2 separate regions of the Bombyx mori genome follow, and region 2 is linked to region 1. A link is a contact called in public Hi-C data. All regions are on one chromosome and are shown on one strand. The core of a region is the stretch at or near the end of the contact, and the rest is flanking DNA. Distances in the headings are between cores, read along the strand shown.

Evidence for each region. Hi-C and Micro-C count contacts between places; a contact is called where the count stands out from the background.
Region 2: a contact with region 1 is called in a Hi-C map of midgut, with 2.3 times the contacts expected there. The contact joins the promoter of LOC101742002 here to the enhancer-like site in region 1. A contact is called at or near these places in 5 of 7 Hi-C or Micro-C datasets (middle silk gland, midgut, posterior silk gland and 1 more).

Annotation. Positions count from the first base shown.
Region 1 is chr24:7,749,311-7,755,008 of ASM3026992v2, forward strand. All of the region lies in intron 1 of LOC101742143 (WD repeat-containing protein 43), which reads left to right. It overlaps LOC101742002, which reads right to left. Exons shown (of 10, transcript XM_012697484.4): 5 at 5,377-5,614; 6 at 4,022-4,240; 7 at 2,657-2,769; 8 at 2,028-2,236; 9 at 1,095-1,200. Among protein-coding and RNA genes, the nearest start is that of LOC101742143, 12 kb to the left of the region's middle. Within about 2 kb of position 3,516, at least 3 of the 8 cell types and tissues checked have open chromatin away from gene starts, as enhancers often do.
Region 2 is chr24:7,796,383-7,802,672 of ASM3026992v2, forward strand. It overlaps LOC101742002, which reads right to left and starts at 1,635. Exons shown (of 10, transcript XM_012697484.4): 1 at 1-1,635. The coding sequence starts at 1,353. LOC101742143 (WD repeat-containing protein 43) reads left to right here. Exons shown (of 12, transcript XM_038019963.2): 2 at 3,229-3,455; 3 at 3,643-3,981; 4 at 4,828-4,994; 5 at 5,554-5,817. The coding sequence starts at 3,282.

The DNA of each region.
Region 1 (5,698 bases), core at 2,266-4,765:
TCATGGACCTCCGTGAGTGAGACTGCAACTTATCTATACCTCTATAAGCGACAGTCGAGCTTTATTTATTTATTTTATTTAGGAGGAACGAGTGAAAAAACAAATTACAAATTTAACATCTGCTATTTTATGACTCATTCTTAACTTTTGTGGAACTTCCTACCATTGTTTTTGAAATTTTTTTCTCGTCAATATTGAACCTATTCTATTTCGTGGAACTAAATAACGTTGTTATTTTATCGCATTCTTTCCGAATGGACACGTGTGCCTGTGTACCGTCCTGTTTGTCGGACTTACTCAGTTTATCGTTAATTAATTGCGAAGAAAAGTTCTGTTCTGCATCATGTCAAAACGGAAAATTAAAGTACTGTCATTAAGTGATAAACTCAAAATAGTGAATGCGTTTGAATCCGGAAAATCGCGAAATGAAATTCAGAGGGAGCATTAGCGAGAAACTCGGGTTAGTGAGAAACCTCTATAAGCGAGAATGAGATTGTGCTCCCTTGAACTCTCGCTTATCCAGGTTTGACTGTAATAAAAATCAAACCCTCAAAATTATAATTTGCCTAATTACTGGTGGTAGGACTTCTTGTGAGTCCGCGGGGGTAGGTACCACCGCCCTGCCTATTTCTGTCGTGAAGCAGTAATGAGTTTCGGTTTGAAGGGTGGGGCAACCGTTGTAACTGTACTGAGTGGCTATCGAACCCACGACCCTCGGCTCAGCAAATGGAGAGCACTAAATACTGCTTCACCGAGTCAGTCACATTCGGAGATATAGATAAATACACTGTACTCACAAAAATGAGAAATTATTAAGCCGAATACTTTCGAGAAAGTTCCAAGACGAACTCTTCACAAGTACAAACAAGTTATCTGAATACTCGTCCGTTCGAAGCTTACGGCAATTAATCAACAGATACAAATTTGATATACCAAAGACATTCAAGAAAGAATCAAAGTCAATTACGAAACTGAATTTTGAATCAAACACGCAAATCATACGACAATGTTAAGGCTAAGTTAGCCTATAGCGTTTTTAGTGTTGCCAATCAAACGAATTTCTACAGTATTGTGGGAAATCTCAGTAATCGAACCTGGCGGTCTTCGGAGCCGGTTTGCTGGTCTTCCCGAGCGCGGCCGCCTTCCTCGGATCGTAAGAAGCTCGTCGTTTCCACTTCTCTAACTCTTGTTTCTTTTGTTCTGTGAATAATATGCTATTACGATGTTTTCAGTATACTACGACCTTAGTCAATCATGTAAATAGCAACTCTAACATATCAAACCCTACAATGTAGACCACTATTAACTGCTTAATAACATCAGTTTAATGCTCAAAACGTAATATAGCCTTTGCAATTTACTTTTGTTGAAAAAAATATATTTCGAGGCTATACGCTCCACATTGCTTTGCTAGATTTCAGATTTAAAAAAAAATCTTTTTTCTTACATAATATTATTTAAAGTGACAAGCAATGAATCTTTGTTTTGTAGGTGCTAATCTCTTCACAAAAACGACATTTTGGAAAGGCCCACTAGGTAAAAGGAATAGAGGTAGACCGTTGACTCGTTGGGAAGATGAGATTATAAGGACAGCCGGTCCAAACTGGAAAAATATCGCATAGGAGAGAAGACAATTGGGCATCTTTGGAGGAGGCCTTTACCCAATACTAGGTTTCCATATAAAACTACCAAAGTGTATTAAATTAGTTAAGTTCTCATACTTGTTAATAAATGTTAAAGTATTTAGTAGGAAATAAAAGGTTTATTATTATTATTATAATCTCTTCAAGGAGAAAAATAAACAGTTAAAACGCATCTCTTAATTCCACCTAGAGAGGTAAATGTAAGATACTCGAATCAGTTATTGAACGACTACCCTCAAAAACGAACTAGAAAGTTTGTTTTCTTCCTGATATATGTAGATGGCACTAGTAGTACAGACCTGGCAATGCCACCAATAGACTGATTACCTAGTATCTACTACTGTCTACTACTACTACTACTAATCTCAGTACTACCCTGCTCACCCATTTCATAATGCTGCGCGCTTCCTCGGCTGATTTTGGTTTCGCCCAGAACACCAACGTAGGTCTTGCTGGGGTCCCTCCTCAGGAAGTTCTTCGGGGAGGTGTCATTTTTGTACTTCGAGATATCCATGTAACGGGGCTGGATGTCTTTGGGCTTCTTCTGCGATATCGACGTGGTGGACGAGGTCATCGAGAAATCACCGCTGTACCTGTTTGGGGAGTTTTTTTTTTCTTTTTAATTATGGCAATATTTTTTATTCCCAGCCTTGAGTTTGGGTAATTTAAATAAAAAATCCGCATTTTTTTAGATGGTTGAACGAGCTCACAGCCCACCTAGTGTTAAGTGGTTACCATAGACACCTACAACGTAAATGCCGCCACACACCTTGAGATATGAGTTCTAAGGTCTTAGTATAGTCACAACGGCTGCCCCACCCTTCGAACCGAAACGCATTACTGCTTCAGGGCAGAAATAGGCAGGGCGGTGGTACCTACCCGTGCGGACTCAGAAGAGATCCTACCACCAGTAATTAAACACTTAATGATTCACAAAAACAACTAGCAATCAATGTAACATAAACGGAATATAGATCATGAACTAGTTTAGCTATAGAATGAGTTAAATTTACCTCTGTTTGGGAGGGACGGTGCCTCTCTTTGCGCCCGCGTGCCTCAACACCACAGGAGCACTCTCTGTTCCACTCTCGCCCTCCGTGTCGCTAGTACCAGTCGTCAAGGAGTGCTGCAAAGAAACAGTCCTATAATCTAGCAACACCAATGTGGTCTATACTCCCACATATTATTTTACACTTAGACACATTTACATACACCACACATCTACATTTTTATTCCGATACAAATTTTAGCCGTGTCGATGCGCACCAGTCGGCTACATTGGACACACGCACAGAAAACCGGTTTGCTGTAACATCAGGCCGGTAGGTCATCGTCCGCGCACAGCAGCGCGCTGACTTCAGTCAGAGCCTACCCGCATCGACGCCCACTTACGCTTTGCTCCGATTAATTTTTGTGGTTACCGCCTACGACATTATCAAGATAAGCTTGCATATGAGTCGATTATTATCAAAGCCGGCAATGTGACTTTTGGACAATTATTGGTAAATCAGAAAAACGAATTATTGACTTTGTATTCCATTGGCAGTCACAAAACTCTTCTGAACGACATCTTAGATAAATAACAGGTTAAGTATTAACCTTTATTTAATGCAGGTTTTGAACCGTATTCTTTGAAGGAGACGATTATATTCAAATCAATCTGTATTGACATATCAATAAGATTTTTTTATCCAAATGCACAGATTGCCACCTTTGATAATAGACAACTCATATATACAAGTTCCGAACAACAACGTTGGAACAGTCGGTCTACCGAGCAATATCACCAGCTCAGTGGAAGATATTCCTTACGTCCAGTGTTCGGGGATGTCGTTAAACTAGATTCGAATTATAGTTTAGCGAGTGGGCGAGTACTCGCACGCGACTAAACGCAGCTTCATTTCGTGTGACCTCACATCACCTGACGTTCGTACCGGCCAGTATTATTGGCAGTTTGTTTTTGTATATCAGAGCGTGTTCTGACTATACTCATTCAGTGATCGCTCAGGTTTGAGCCCCGTGAGCTCACCTAAACGTCCGGTTACGCTGGCATTACCCCCTAGGACCCAGGTTACCAGCTTAAGTAAAAAAATAATTATGTAATTTCTCATCGTAACTGTCTAATTGGTGTCATGGCGACGGATGCTTTGACAACTGATAGATGCGCATGCGCAAATCAGATCATAATCGTTTGAAATTACTGCAATCATTACCTATTTTAAATAACAGATATAAGTAAAGAGTTAAAAGAGGTCGTGCCGAAATAATCTAAGTCATATTTTTTTATCGGGACTTTCGGGAAAAAGCATAATATATTAATTTACGGAAATGCGTTATAAATAAAAATAGGAACGTAAAAATTAAATTAAATGTCTTACTTTTTCATGACTAAATATAGAAGAGTTCCTTGGACTGCTGCCGTTTGTGGTGGAGTTTGTGTCGCTGTCTAGAACAAAAGTTCTCCTCTTGTCTATGGCGACATCGTCTCTTGTCTTTGTAATGAAGTCTATATTCTCTTTGGTGGGCGTGACGTCATCCAATATGAACGTCTTTCTTTTGTCCTGTTCCCGCCTTTTCTTGTCCGCCTGTTGGTTCACCTGTAATTAATTCATATTCAGGGTGAGGTAATGAGATATGGCTTCGGTAGGCAGCGGCTTGGCTCTGCTGAAGTCCATGGGCGACGGTAATCACTCACCATCATGTGGGCCGTATGCTCGTCTGCTTACAAGGGCAATAAAAAAAAATTAGGTGGATTGGTGACAAATGACTTGCGACTAGCGATCGTAGATTCAATTCCTACATCAGACAAGCATTCGTGTGATGAACAGATTTGTTTTCCCTTTGTCTGGGTGATTATCTATACTTCTATACTAATATATAAATCTACAGTGGTTTTTACGGATGTTCCATTATAACTACTGAACCGTGCATCTGATTGACTTGAAACTTGGTATCCATGTAGAAAATACAATATGTACTTAATGGATAGGTTAACATTTATATGAGGGTTGGACTCCCTACACCAGTTGCGGGGGCGTTAATGATGAGAATCTTTGTGGGGGTGAGAAATAATAATGTTAATTTTAAATGCCCAGCGAAGCGGTCGGGTACAGCTAGTTATTTATATGTGTATATATTTAAATGTATATAAGTATGTATGTCTATCTCTGGTACCTATAACACAAGGAATACTAATTTGGGGTCGAATGACCGTGCATTACCACAAAACTTGCCTTCTACTTTGAATAGTCGAAGATAACTTGTATCAAAGCAATCGACACTTCAAAGCTTTCTTTTGAGGCAGCAGAATACGCGATGTGATGACCATAAATAGCATTGGAACCACCCCTAATATGGCGTGCAGAACTGGTGTTAAAATTGTGGACCAAACAAAAGTGATTTTTTCATTTAGTGCCAACCCTAACGGAGTGCCAACAAGGGCACTTCGTTACTTTTTACTGGTGGTAGGACCTCTTGAGAGTCCGCGCGGGTAGGTACCACCACCCCGCCTATTTCTGCCGTGACGCAGTAATGCGTTTCGGTTTGAAGGGTGGGACAGCCGTTGTAACTATACTTGAGACCTTAGAACTTATATCTGAAAGGTGGGTGGCGCATTTACGTTGTAGATGTCTATGGGCTCCAGTAACCATTTAACATCAGGTGGGCTGTGAGCTCGTGCACCCATCCAAGCAATAAAAAAAGGACTTCGATTTTAAACAACAATTGGCCGTACCTGAAAATTAGCCACATAACTCCTGCCCAGCTTCACGTCACTGTTCAGGGCCTGTCTCCTCAGACTGTGGCAGTCCCTGGACCTCAGCTCGACGATGTCGGAGTGCGTGGACGTGATCATAGGGTCGACCGGTAACGCGTGGAGGTCGTCTTCGGACTCCTCGGAGGTGTAGTCCAGGGTCAGATCCGCTATATTGGTCGTGTGGAACGACTGCGATCGATGCACCGGAGACGAGTGACTGGAATAATAGCAGGTTTTTTTACCTACCCAAGCTGGTAGGTAGCCTTGAGAGGCTATGCCAGCGTAACCGAGCGAGTAGGTG
Region 2 (6,290 bases), core at 385-2,884, 45 kb after region 1:
AGTTGTCACAGAAGTGAAACTCCCGAAATCTGGTTCTTCGCCGTGGATCGGTGGTGATTTTGCAAAAGTTTTCTCAGTTATAGTTCTCACTCTATTCTTTATTTTCTCTAAGTAGCTTCTAGTCGATTTAATTTGCTTAGATGTTTGTGTTGCAAGATCATTCTCAGTGGGCGATTCATAACAGCAAGAGATCTCTAGAACATTTTTGTCTTTAGATACTTTGGGGACATTAAAACCTTTATTTGCTTCCACTGGACTCCTGAGATATGTATCTCTTCTTGGCTCTTTTGTGATCACTCTCTGTGTGAAGTCTAAAATCAATTCAGGGTCTCTACTACGTTGTTTAAATATTTCTTCATCCTTGATCAATTTTGTATCAAAATTTCTGTCAATGCTCATTCTGGCCTTCTGCTCTTCCGTATAATTATCTCCTTCAATGGTGTATGTACCGGTCGAGGAGTTATTAGATTCCCTATCAACTTCATCATCAATATACAATGTTTCTTTTATCATGCACTTCTTGAATAGGTCAGGTGTCTCTGATGTGGCACGGCCTTTTCTTGTTGATGGACTTTTATAGTGCTCAGGAGTGGGCACCCCATTGTCAGGGGTCAATATGTCAAGTTCCGGGCTAGATATGTCTGTGAGAAGGACTGCTTCAGGACTTTCATCTACTATATGTGTCACTGGTCTTGTTTGATAAAGGTTATTGTAACTTGGTGTACGATGCATTTCCTTTGAATATGTGTTGCTCTTTAGAGGAAGATTAAGAGCTTGCCGAGACAAGTATGAATAATTATCACTTCTTGACATTATACTGTCAACTATAGGACTTTTTGAGGCATGTTTTGTGTGTGCATCATTGACAGGAGATTTTATGTGCCTGTTTGTTATAGGACTATTAGTATGTGCTGGGTTTTGAGCTAAGGAGTTACGAATTTTGATAGAACCTGATAGACCACTATCCTCCTGGTCTGATGAGAAGTAACCTTCCGAGTTGTAACCCTGGGTCTTTCGAGGGAGTTTAGCGCTCATAGGTGGACGCTGGGCTGTGGGGCTCTGCCTAGTTAGACTTGCGGACATAGACTGAACTCTCTGATGACGCGCCTGAGACTTCTTAGCCAACTGCTCAAGTCTGCGATTGTCGACAGGTTTGCTCTCTCCAAAGTCGATCGTGAAGGCCATCGGGTGAATTTTGGGCGTGCTAGATTCGGATTTCTCATCCTGACCTACCTCAATCTCATCTTTCAAACTTTGGCTTTCCGACGATGATTTCGACAACGTCGGATCCAAGGTCGTACTCTGCCCATCGGACACAGGGCTCGGAACGTCCGCCTCGACACTGACACTCATGTTTCACCAAGGATTCGAATAGAATAATCATGACATCATAACACTGAACTATCACGCAACGCTTTGTTTCACAATCACAATATAGCACTAGGAAAACACTAATTAAGAAAATATTAACGTAAATATTTAAAAAAGAAACTGTCGCTTGGAAAAGTGGAACGAGAGCGTTAAATAAATGAAATAAAATCGTAACGAGCTCCACCTACATTCGCGGAGTACAAACGCGAGCGAGTCAGCCCGATTCACAATCCGAATTCCAATAAATGTCACTCAACGTGACAGGTGTTTACTAATTAAGGTCATGGAAGCAACACTAACCACAATCCTAACGTTTGTATTATTTTTCCTTGTTCTAGATTTTATTCTAGTAAGTAAAGAATATTGTAAACGAAACAAATTATTTTTAAAATTAAGGTTTTTAGGAAGCCTATTCTAAGATGTGTTTTGATTTTAGAAATTTAAACATATTTTATTCTTGGGAACACTTTCGTTCAGAAAATGTGTTACTAACTTTTAAAAATCAGATTAACACTTTTTGAGCTGAATTAATTATAAAATACAATTATATAAATGTATATATATTTAGACAAATCTCTGCAAATAACCACGATTTTACTGTAACTTTGTTTCATCCCATCTCAGCTCATTTCATTGATTTATATCCTAATTGATTTAAGGCTCCAATTAATCAACTAAAACTCATTTCATTTCAAAAATCAAAAAGATATGAGAGAAACGTGAAAATAGCCATAAACTTGTTACCCGTTACTCGGCGGCAAAATCTCTAAAAAAATCTCCTTTAATTTTTATCTCGTACGCACCGAAAAAAGAACATATTAATACATAAGCGCATTTATTTAATGGCCTGTATTTTTATCTATTCGCCAAGTTGTATTTTATTAAAACATAATTTGTTAAATGAGGTTAATTCAATCGAAGTTACGTGAAGGGGAATGATTTATCTAAAATTATAATAAACTCGAATGAAATTAAAGGACATGGAACAGGAAGACACAAGAGAAGAGGCTGAGGCGGCACGACTGGCGACTATTATTATAATATGCCGTCAACACCACGTCTCCCCCAAAATTCTAGATCTAAGGAGGAGGATTAGAACGACTGTCTCATCTCCCGCATCTCTGCTCCTTCATGCAACCAAGTAAATACATAATCACATTAATCTCGCAGCAGGCTAACATTAAAGCCTTTTCAGAACCATCCTACTCACAATGAGCTTCCTTGCCTACGTGGAATTACAGTACTGATACTATATTCCATCTCAGTGTCCACTCACTCCGGACTTGATATTAGCACTTGCAATCTACTCTCAGCTCCATAACACCATAGTCACTACCAACACCCTCGGTTTCAGGGGAGAATCCACATGGATTTCTCAAAACTCTCGCCAACACCAATTTTAAGAAACTATAACAACTTTCTGGCCGTTGGTCTACCTAGCAGAATACCCACTTGGTAGAAAATAACAACTTCTTTTGCTTTGCTTAAGTGATCTTATTTTTCAAAGCTAAGAACTACTAAGAAAAAAATGTTCAGAAACTAAGGTGACGGCGAAAGGGGATGGTTTAAAAAAGTTGGCATAAAAGAAAGCTTACTTTGTTGCTATCTAGTTTGAAGCTCTAAAACTAATAAAAACGAGAACCGTATTCTCCGTCTAATCATAATTAACTCTAATAAAAGTGTGACCTATTATTCGTCACTTAAGAATTAACATCAAAAACATTAGCTATAGATTAAAGATAACTTCACCGATTTACGCTAGCTCTACAGACAGTATGTCCTTAGCAGTCTGTGACTCTGTGGTCACTAATGTCATAAATTATGTTTATGTAACTGTCAACTACCTACTCGTTTCAGTCACAGATAGTACAATTCTAGTGTCAATGAAACCAGTTCGGAAGCAATGAAACATGGCAGAAGCTATGTTTTCCGAAGACGGGAAATACTATTCGACAATTACTAAAGATGGCAGACTTAAGATATGGGATACGGAGACCAACGTACTCAAACAGGAATACACACCTGATCTTCACTTAACATCACCTCCTACTTGCCTACAGTGGACAACCGTCAGTCAATCAGTTGTAAGTGAAAAACACGTGGTTATACCAAAATAACATAATGAAATAGACATAAATCTTGATAGTAAACTACAATACTAACCTGTAATGTACATAATAAAGTTAGAACTTTAAAATTTTTAAACATTTCCCATTTATTTACGTGTAAGTAAATACACACATAACCTCAAAGCTAACATTGTTTTCGCAGTCGAACTTAAAAGGGAACCGAAGCAATTCAAATGCGAGTACAAACGAAAATGAGTCCCAATGCATAGTATTAGGCACTACAAATGGTAAACTGTTAATATACTCAATAAGTCAAGCGAAAATAATAAATGTTTGGGTGCCCGCCAAACATTTTAGCGCTAAAGTGACCGCCCTGGATTGGAGTAGAAAATACGGTTTGTACAGCTGTACTAAGGACAGTAGAGTCTATGAGTGGAACATAGAAGATGGTTCAGTTAAACAAACCTATAATATTTCTATTGAAAATAATACGAAGCAGGGGAGCAATATAAACGCCATAAAAATTATACCACACAATCAGGTGAGCTATATTTTCATATGTTTAAGTGCTTGATATTTACTTTTACTAGAGTATCATAGTATGGAATATAATGTACTTTGAAAAGCAATAGCTAATATATGGTTTAATAAACAAGTGTATCAGTATCAGATTTAGTTTAGACTTGTAACTATGCCTTAGCTAGGTTGCTCGGACAGATAATGCCCCTGGACTCCTGTAATCTACTAGATGATAGGAAAATGTTTACTCAACTGTAATTTTAATGAAAACCATTTAATTATTCTCAGTCTTAATATAATATTGATGAAAGTAATGTTCACTTGATAATATTAATTGCTATCTTATGGAAAAAATCAACATTGAAAAGTAATTGCCTTCTTAAGTAAATAACATTTTTAGTGAATAATAAAGAATAATATATAACAGCATACATAGTGATGTCTATGTATAGAGTGTATATCTATTGTGAGTCGGCACGGGTACCACCAACCTGCCTATTTCTGCCGTGAAGCAGTAACGTGATTGAAGGGCGTGGCAGCCGTTGTACTGTTAAAATGAGACCTTACAACTGGAGTCTCAAGGTGGTGGTGGCATTTACATTGTACATGTCTATAGGCCCCCGGTATCCACTTAATACCAAGTGAGCTGTGAGCTCGTCCAACCATCTAAGCAATAAAAACAAAATAATAATACAAAAGACTCACTTAACAATACATGAGCTTAAGACATTGGAGTAATTTAAAAAAAAAAGGAATCTATCACACATTCTTCCTTTCATTGTTCAATTCATTCATGATAATGATTCCTTGGGGAATTTCATTAATGTAGTAGTTTTTTTTTTTATGAATTGAAATATATTTTTTCCAGCACAAGAAATCCCGGTACTTAGTAACTGCATCATATCAGCTCAGTCTTTGGAGGCTTCACAATAAAGATGTGACATTGATCAAGAGCTTAGGATACAGTACTTCGCAGACCGCTATTCTGTCACTTGTCAGTTTCAATGACACATATTACATTGTTGAAGGGTCAGAGTAAGTACAAAGCTTTTATTTATATACAATGTTTGACACATTGCTTAACAACTAACTTTGTACATCCAACTTCCCCAAACTAGACTTTCCATTATGAATTATGTAATGGAAACAGATATACATTAAATTACTACTATCATGATTAAGGCACAAACCTTAATTTTAATGACTGCAAGCCAATTAATTGGCTTTTCAATTGGCAAAACTTATCAATAAATCAAATATTTTCTTTAGGTATCAATGATTATCTGTTTTGTTTGTAACTCTATACTAATCTCTTCATATCCTTATAATATAGTACTTCTGTCAATATGCTAGTTTTTACTGTGGGGCAACCTTAAACATTATGGCAGGTAACCATTACAAAAAACACAAGATATTTGACAGATGATTGAATCTGACATTCATTACATTTTCAAGATAATTTTCCATATAAACAAATTCTGAAGAACAACATTCGATCGTCGGTCTACCGAGCAATATCACGCTCGATAAAAGATCTTTCCTTCCCCAAAACATGATTGGTCCGTAAAATGTTCATTAAACTGCTTCCTTACAGGAATGAACGTCTTCTATCGTTCTGGGACGTGACTGTTACTGATGAAAGCACTCAAAACAACAACGATGAGCCGACACCAAACAAACGTCACAAGAGAAAGCACAGTGCGGTGCCGGTCCAACCCACGCCCATGTACAGCTTCGTGCTCGAGGACGCACCGAGAGCAATTGACTCAGTACTCAGAGAAGGTGATGGGGTCCAACTGAATATTGTCGCTGCTACGAGAAGCGGAGTTGTGCATTACTATCAGCATACTTTAAATGGGTAAGTAATTCTGAATGATGTTACAGTGAAGAATTACTGTTGGTAGGGTGTCTTGTGAGTCCGCACAGGTAGATACCACCACCCTACTGCTATTTCTGCCGTGAAACATTTCTGTCCGAAGGGCGAGGCACCCATTCATACTATACATAGTAGCAACATCGTCAGGTTTGAGCCCCGTGAGCTCACCTACTAGTTAAGGTTACGCTGAAATAGACTCAATATGCTGTCAGCATAGGTAGGAAAAAAAAAAAGTGACTTGAAACTCATGTTTCTAGGTGGGTGGCGGTATTAACGTTGTTAATGACTAAAGACTCCGGCAACCACTTAACACTAGGTAGCTCGTCCACCAATCTGAGCAATAAAAGAAGGAATTGGGTAAAGCAATTTTAATATAGGTCAGTTTAGGATATGTAATATACTTTAGTGGTTACTGTAGACCAGTTATAAAACATTTATTCTTTAAATTACAAAAT